2 separate regions of the Macaca mulatta genome follow, and region 1 is linked to region 2. Evidence: chromatin contacts called from public Hi-C data. All regions are on one chromosome and are shown on one strand. The core of a region is the stretch at or near the end of the contact, and the rest is flanking DNA. Distances in the headings are between cores, read along the strand shown. Region 1 holds the start of YBX2 (Y-box binding protein 2). Region 2 holds the start of SLC16A11 (solute carrier family 16 member 11).

What was found. A called contact is a pair of places that touch in the nucleus more often than the background predicts.
Region 1: a contact with region 2 is called in a Hi-C map of fetal cortex germinal zone, with 10 times the contacts expected there. The contact joins the promoter of YBX2 here to the promoter of SLC16A11 in region 2. A contact is called at or near these places in 3 of 14 Hi-C or Micro-C datasets (fetal cortex germinal zone, fetal cortical plate and liver).

The regions. Positions count from the first base shown.
Region 1 is chr16:8,780,910-8,784,897 of T2T-MMU8v2.0, forward strand. It overlaps YBX2 (Y-box binding protein 2), which reads right to left and starts at 1,662. Exons shown (of 9, transcript XM_015118449.3): 1 at 1,191-1,662; 2 at 429-492. The coding sequence starts at 1,464.
Region 2 is chr16:8,517,464-8,521,777 of T2T-MMU8v2.0, forward strand. It overlaps SLC16A11 (solute carrier family 16 member 11), which reads right to left and starts at 1,807. Exons shown (of 5, transcript XM_015118415.3): 1 at 1,493-1,807; 2 at 1,028-1,235; 3 at 646-789; 4 at 1-482. The coding sequence starts at 1,229.

The DNA.
Region 1 (3,988 bases), core at 412-2,911, 260 kb after region 2:
GGCTCGAATGAGCCAGAGCTCTTTAAGGGAGTTGAGTTGTGAGTGCTGCCATAACAGCAAATCAGTGAGGATTCCCGCCGGGGGCCCTGAGGCACAGAGAACCCTATAATACATTCTGCCCCAAAGGCATGTCAGAGTAAAAGTAATGAAGCAATTCCAGAAGGTGAGATGAGAAGCTGGCAGGGTCAGAGCCAGGTTTGCCAAGTTCCTGAATCATTAATCCTCCGCTGCCCTTGAAGATGTGGAGGAGCCTTCCTCTTGTCACTAAGCACACATTTGTGCTGCGGTTAAAGGCTTTCAACCAGCATCAGCTGGACATTGCAACCACGTGCCTCCGCAGGGGTCGAGATGAGGTTGGGCGGGTGTCCAGTCCCACAGGCCAGTTCGGAAGACACCCATTCCACCCCCGCCCTGGGTTCCTTGGATACCTGTTGATGAATCCGTAACCATTCCGGACGTTGAACCATTTGACAGTGCCCAGGACTCGGATTGCTGCCAGGCAGAGATGCAGTGGGGACAGTGAGACGGGGGGAAGAGATGGAGTTGAACTCAGTTTTGAGACACTCCAAAAAAAAAAAAAAAATCTAGCCTACTGCCTTATAACCTATTAAGCTTGCCTTCAAGCCAATCAGGTTTCACTAGTAGCTTCAAGGTATTCTTACCCTATTCCATCAAATGAAATCACCCACACAGGGGATTCAGGCTTTCAAAAAGCCTTCCAACTCTAAGGCATGTTCCCCACATCCTACAAATCCAGACCCTTCACCTAGAACTGGGTACTCACCTGGTCTGCAAAGTGCCGCCCCCAGGTCATAACTGAGGGTTTTTCTAGCCCTCCCAATGCAAGGGTCCCCAGTGCACCTGCTTGCCGGGCTCAGAGGTTTGCCTAGTTCTAACCCAGTCAACTAGGCACTGTGTCCCGCCCGGGGGCGTGGCCGGACCCTGGGGCTTTATTCTCCACCCCAAGACCTTAGCTGAACCTGCCGGCCCCGCCCTCCCGCCCAGGAAGGCACGGCAGGATTTCCCACCAGGGGAATCCACTTTGTTTGGTGCGCAGCTCCCAGCCCAGTTAGCGCTCTGGGCCTCCGGGCCAGGCCGCCTTTGGTTTTCCGGATCCTGCCGGGCTCCACACTGCCCCTCCCCCAGCCCGCCGACCCCTCAGAGCCTCCCTGTGCGCGCCCCCCCCTCACCCAGCACCGGCTTGTCCGCCTGACTCCGGGCCGGGGGGGCGGGGGTTCCCGAGGCCGCCGTCGCCGGGTTGCCAGGGGTGCGGGGGCCCGGCGCCAAGGGGGTCCCAGCAGCGGGGCCCGAGGCGGCTCCGCCCCCGCCGCCCGCCCCGCCGCCTGCTTTCTGCGGCTCCCCTGCGGGCACCGGTACCACCACCGCTACCACCCCTGCCGCCGTCGCGGGCACCGTCGCCGCGGGGACCGCTGTAGCCACCGCTGCCGCCTCCACCTCGCTCATCCCGCCGGGTCCAGTACCGGCCCCCGCCGCCACCGCCTCCTCCGCCGCCGCCGCCGCCACCGCCCCGGCCCCTCCCCCCGGCTCGCGAACCCGCCGCCCTGCTCGGTCCTCGCGCCCCGAGCCTCGCCCGCACGCCGGCAGCGGGCACAGAGCCGAGGCCAATCGCAGCCCGCTGCCGCCGCTCGCGCAGACCCCGCCTCCCGACCACGGGCCAATCCCAGCCCAGCAGCCCCCAGCCCGCACGCCGACCCCGCCTCCCGGACTTCGCACCGCGGCCCCGGCCCCCGCCGGCTGCCCAGTAAGTACACCTGGGCCCCGCCCCCTGGCCGCCACGTGACCACCCCCGGCCCGACCCATTGGCCGGCGGCCCCTTTCCCCTCCCCCCTCCGCCCCTTTCCACCGGCCGCGGGAAATCAAACGGGCCGGTCGCGCCCCAACTGCCACCTGGCCTCTGCGCGAAGGGCGGGGCCGTGGCCGCGGCGCCAAGGTTGCCCGTGACAACCTGAGCGAGGGGCGGGAGTCTGCAGCCTCGGTTCTGGCAGTGAGTAGCACTGCTCGCCTCCACCCTCGAGACCGACCTTGCCCGTATGCTGCCAGGTGCAGACGCCTTCCGGCCACCGCTGCCCTTGGCACCCTCTCCCCACAAGACGGCCCTGCACACCCTGGGGCTGCGGGGTCCGCCGCCGGATAGGCTGGAAAGCGCAGCAGAATGGATTTCCCGGCTCACACTTGCTCCCATAAGCCAGGACCCCCCACTCTTTTCTTTCTTTCTTTCTTTCTTTTTTTTTTTTTGAGACAGGGTCTCGCTCTGTCGCCCAGACTAGAGTGCAGTGGCGCGATCTCAGCTCTCTACAACCTCCGTCCCCCGGATTCAAGCGATTCTCCTGCCTTGAGCCACCTCAAAGTGGCTCCTGGCCTGCCTCTACCTATGTCTGTATTGGAAACAAAGTTTACAAGTAGCACAATGTGCAACACTTCGCTGAGTTGGGTGTGTTTGTTTGTTTGTTTTGACACAAAGTCTCCCTCTGTCGCCCAGGCTGGAGCGCAGTGCGTGATCTGGGCTCACTGCAGCCTCCGCCTCCCGGATTCAAGCGATTCTCCCTCCTCAGCCTCCTGAGTACCTGGAATGACAGGCATGCGCCACCACAGCCCGTCTAATTTTTGTATTTTTAGTAGAGATGGGGTTTCACCATATTGGTCAAGCTGGTCTCGAATTCCTGACCGGTGACCCACCCGCCTCAGCCTCCCAAAGTGTTGGGATGACAGGCGTGAGTCACTGTGCCCAGACTTCCTGAGTTTTGATCAATGTGTCTACCTATGTGGCCCATGCCGACTGCTGCAGCTCTGATGTCTACCGCCCTAGACTGGCTTTGGGGTCTCTCACATCTGCCTGCCGGGGGCTGTGGTCTCCGGTCAGGCGTCAAGCTCCAGCGGACTCGAGGCCTTTTGCACATGCAGTTTCCTCTGCCGAGAACACGCCTTCGTGTCCCAGGGTGGCTCTCTTCAAGTAGCAGCTTACATACGACTCTTCGCGATCGCACCATTCCTTCTTTTTCTGATGGCATTTTTGAAAATATGACACGATCCTGACCATTTGCTTATTTTATTTCCCTGCACACGGTGGGCTGTAAACTCCACAGCAGTAAGAGCCTTGTAGTTAAGCCGGACGCCTGCAGCAGTGCCTGGTACAACGTACACGTTCAATATTTATCGAATACATGAACAGCCCCCATTCCACAGATGAGAGGACTGAGGGGCAGTGAGAGGCTTGTACCAGGTTTCTCGGGAGCCTGGGAAGATTAAGAAAATGGGCCGGGCGCGGTGGCTCACGCCTGTAATCCCAGAAAAACGAGGCTCCAGCAGTATCTCCTCCCTAGGGCCGCCTCCCCCACCAGGGAGGACGCGGATGCGCGATGTATTTTTAGCCAGGGCAGCGCGCCCCGGAGCAGCACACGTGCCCCCAGGCGCTGCTGGGCCAGCCCCGAGTGCGCTTCCCAAGGGCTGGCGTCCTCCGCGTCCCCTTCGGGGCCAGCGGCCCACAGCAGCTGCAGTCGCCTCTCCCGGTCCCGGCGCGCCCTCTGCCGGCCGCTCCCGGAGGCCGCCGGATTCCGCTTCCTCGCTGACCCTCCACTTGCTATGTCGCTTGCTGCACCCCTCCCGCCCTTTCAGAGTTGAAGATTCTGATTTCCGGGGCATCGGGCTCAGTGGACAGAAAAAGAGAAGAGACGAGAAAACAATTAAGTCGCAAGATGAGGCCGTGAAGCATACAAGAATGACCACTGGCCTTAGACTGTTAAGGACCGACTTACCCGTCCCTAGCTCTGAGCTCAAAGAATTGGAGAAGCCTAAGACCAAGGCTGGGGAAGGCAAGCAAGAAACCTCAGTAGTGACCGCTGCAGCAAAAGAATCCCATGGAAGGCACAGATGGAGCTCAGGAGCCGGCCAGTTAGCTATAGGCTGGAGGGTGAGAAGAGAGGACATAGGAAGGGAAGCTGAACTCTTTTTGGAGTAAGATTAAGAAAAT
Region 2 (4,314 bases), core at 557-3,056:
CAGCCACCCGCAGACCAGCCGGGCGCCCGCATCACCCACCGCAGCCACGGCCACCACCAGCGCTGCCCCGTATCCCCCCAGGCCCCGGTCTAAAGCGTGGGGGGCCAAGTGCACGTAAGGAACGAAGTACCCGCCCCCAACCAGGGCTGTGCCTAGAGCAAAGATCGAGAAGGCCCGGCGTGTGAAGAGTCCCAGGCCGAGGGCAGCTAAGGGACTACGCGGTGGGGCTGGGGGGTCGCCAGGAAGGGCCAGGGGTAGCAGCAGGGCGCCACAAGGAGTGAGGTGGAGGGTGATCGCGCCGAGAAGGAGCAGAGCGCCCCGCCAGCCGAAAGTATCGAGGAGAAGCTGCAAGGCAGGCGCCAGGAGCAGCGAGGAGGCCCCGTTGCCAGTGAGCGCCAGCCCCACCGCCAAGACTCGACGGCGGGAGAAGTAACGCGAGAGGGTGCCTAGGGCAGGGGCGAACACCAGGGCCCAACCAGAGCCTGCGAATGAATGGGAGGGGATGTGGGCCGGCACTGGGGACGCCCTCCCCAGCATTCCCAGTCCTGCTCTCCGCACCAGGCCCTCGCCTCGTTCGCTACCCCAGTCCCATAAGCTCCTGTCCCCAGTTCACCCTGAATGACCCGGGCATCCCCCTTCCCTCACCAGCGAGGAGGCCCAGGCCGAGGTAGAGGTGCAGCAGACTGCGGGCGAAAGCCGAGAAGACGAAGCCCAGCGAGGCGAGGACACCCCCAACCATCACCACCGTGCGGGCTCCCCAGCGCGTGCTCAGGGCGCTGCCCACCGGGCCTGGAAGGGGGCGGAGTCAATAAAAGACACGCCCCCGGGCCCCCAAACTCTCTCCAACACCTCTCATTGGCTGTTTACCTCCCTCGAACTAATGGTTCCTCTCCTTGACCTTAAGATGCACTCTTTTCTAGAGCCGGTCGTCCTTTCTCAGGTTGTCGGGTAATCAGGGGGGTCTCCCATCCCTCCACTCACAGCCCCTCCTCCCCGTTCCCGTCTCTCGCCTCAGAGCCCGCCTCACTGGCTGCCTGCTGCACCGCCAGGGCCAGGGCGCTGATCCACGCAGTGTCCTGGGCGCTTCGGTCAAAGTGCTCGGCAAGGTCAGGGAAGGCAAGGCCCAGCGAGCGCAGCAGCCCGTAGGACAGCCCGTTCACTGCGAAGGCTGCGGCCGCCACCACCCAGCCCCAGCCCCCGTCCGGGGGTCCGGCGGGCTGGGGGGTCATCGCCGTCTGCGGGGGTAGGCAAACACCTGTGAGAGAAGCCTCTACGCCTGTGCTTCCGCTGGGAAGCTGGCATCCCTGAGATCCAGCCTCTGGCTGCTCCCCCGGGGTGGGCGGGTCACCCCGAGCGCGATGGCGCAGAGCAGAGGGAGCCGGAGCCAGGCCTAGGGCTGGAACTCCCGGGTCCGCGCGAGGTACCAGGACGGGGACAGCCAGATCCCCCAGGCCCGGGGCTCCCCGTCCCACGTACACTCCTTCCCCCTTACCCGACCTCTCCGGGCTGTGCGGGGAGGGGAAGGGCGAGGAAGGGCTGGGCCCGGCTTTCTCTCCGCTTCCCAGGCGGGCGGGGGCCCCGAAGGGGAGCGAGAGCAGCGATGGAGCCCAACTTGGACAAGCTCTCTCGGTAAACAGAGATCACCACAGGGGCCCGAGCCACCTGGGACGCCGGGGGTACGGAGGGCGGGGGCGAGCTGAAACAACCAATCAGCCAAGCCGCGGGTGAGGCCAGACACCAGTCCCACGGGGATTGAATTATGTACACACACAACCCCCAGCCCCGGGGAGGGAGTGGAGAGGAATGAATGCCGAGGGGCCCTGCCCTGCTCACACCCATGCACCTGCTGCCTGCTGCGCGCAGGGGAGACACGTGGATTGCAAACCCCAGCGAGCCCGAGCCCGGGGTCCACCGCCAACGCGGGGAAATATGGATGGTCCCAAAAGCCTGAGGGGATGAGTAGTTTTGTTTTCAGGAACATTGCTTAGGACCAGGTAGACCTCGGATATCAGATCACAGACTTCCACTGAGTGCCAGAGCTGTGCTTAGAATAGCAGACCCCCAGGCCGGGCACGGTGCACGCCTATAATACCAGCACTTTGGAAGGCCGATATGGGTGGGTCACCTGAGGTCAGGAGTTCGAGACCAGCCTGGCCAACGTGGCGAAACACCATCTCTACTAAAAAAACAAAGAAATTGGCCAGGCATGGTGGCACGAGCCTGTATTCCTAGCTACTCTGGAGGCTGAGGCAGGGGAATCTCTTGAACCCAGGAGGCAGAAGTTGCAGTAAGCCAAGATCATGCCACTGCACTCCAGCCTGGGCGACAGAGCAAGAGTCTGTCTCAAAAATAAATGAATAAATAAATAAATAAAATAACAGGCCCCCAAGGATAGAGGGTGAAACAGGACTCTCTCAAAGTGAAGACCTGTGATGTGCCAGGCACTGTTTACACATGCTATCATTTCATCTTATAATAACCCTATGAAGAAGTTGTTGCTCTCTTTTATTCATTTATTTTTTTTTAGATGGAGTCTCACTCTGTAGCCTAGGCTGGAGTGCAGTGGCGAGATCTTGGCTCACCACAACCTCTGCCTCCTGGGTTCAAGCGATTCTCCTGCCTCAGCCTCCCGAGTAGCTGGGATTACAGGCACATGCCACCACTCCTGGCTAATTTTTGTATTTTTTAGTAGAGATGGGGTTTCGCCATGGCCAGACTGGTCTGGAACTCATGACCTCAGGTGATCCACCACCTTGGCCTCCCAAAGTGCTAGGATTACAGGAGTCAGCCACCGCGCCCGGCTGGTGTCGTGCCTCTTTTATAGATGCAGTAACTGAAGCTCACAGGGAAAAAATGGTGTGAATATTTGAATTTAGGTCTGTCCAACTGTGGGACCTACAGGGAGAACAATCCTGGAACTGAAACAAAATCTGGCACAGTTAAGAGAAATATCCTGGATACAGCTTGATGCAAACTGCCCTGGAAAGGGCGGAACCATTGCAGGGACAGAAAACACAGGATTCTAAAATAAGGGGTCACTGGGAATAGAAAGGATTCTTGAGATCAGAATCTCTAAACACTTAGGTTAGAATTTTATTTTTTACGTATGTATGTATGTATGTATGTATGTATGTATTTACAGAGACAGGGTCTGGTCCAGGCTGAAGTGTAGTGGTGCCGTTATGGCTCCCTGCAGCCTCGACCTCCCAGGCTCAAGCGATCCTCCAACTCAGCCTCCCGAGTAGCTGGGACTACAGGCTCCACGCCACCATGCCTGGCTAAATTTGTTCATTTTTTGTAGAGAGGGGGTCACAGTATGTTGCACAGGCTGGTCTCAAGCTCCTGGACTTCAGCAATCCTTCCACCTTGGTCTCCCAAAGTGCTGAGATTACAGTCTACCATGCCTGGCCAGGTTAGAATTTTGAAAGCAAAGTAAGAAATCAGGTCATGGAACCCAGGTATTGATTTTTTGAAACACTTTATAGAAAATGTCCTTTTTGACAGGTTGACATTCTTTACCTCAGCTGTTTGAATTCCCAGGTGTGTTCTTTGGTTTAATTATTAAACATAGGATAGAACATTCAGCAACCTAAGTTGGGATCATGCATCCACCGAGCCACATGATGGCAGTGTTTCCTAATTGTTGGGAAAGAATCTGCCTGTAAAGACAAGAAAAACGCTTCTTAAGGAGCGCAACTGTAAACATGAAAAACACAGCATGACCTTCAACGGCTCTCCACTGCCTAAAGAGGGAAAAAATTACATTTCTGTACTCTGTACAGGCCTTTTACAAGAATCAAAGGTAGACCTAGGTTACCGTTCCAAACCGTCTCTCCTCCCTCCCTTTTGCAGCCTCCCATCAGCCACTATCTTCTCTGCTCCATGGACATGCCTAGCTTTTCCTCACTCCTCAATTTTTGCAAATGTCATGCTCTCTGCTTGAAACGTCCTGTTCATGAAGGTCTAAGGTGACAGACACACCTTAGGAAAGTGGCCCCACCGGTTTCCCAGCCCGGAGTGCTGTTGTGAAAGCAGGTCCTCAGCCACCGGGGAGGGCAGGGATCCTGCCTCCTGAGAAGGCTGCTGAAGACTCTGCTCCAAGCTAAACGAATCACCGTCTCCCCATGGTGAGGCAGAAATGCAGGGCACTCAGAGCGAAGACCGGGCCCTCTGCGTCTGGGAGTTGTGCTAAGTGATGCTGAGCACCTTCGCAGGATGCTTACGAAGCCAGAAGGGTATCCTAGAGCCTGGGACTGGGGCTGTGCAAGGGTACATTCCTCTTCTACCTCAGGCTCCCTATATTCTTAGCAAAAC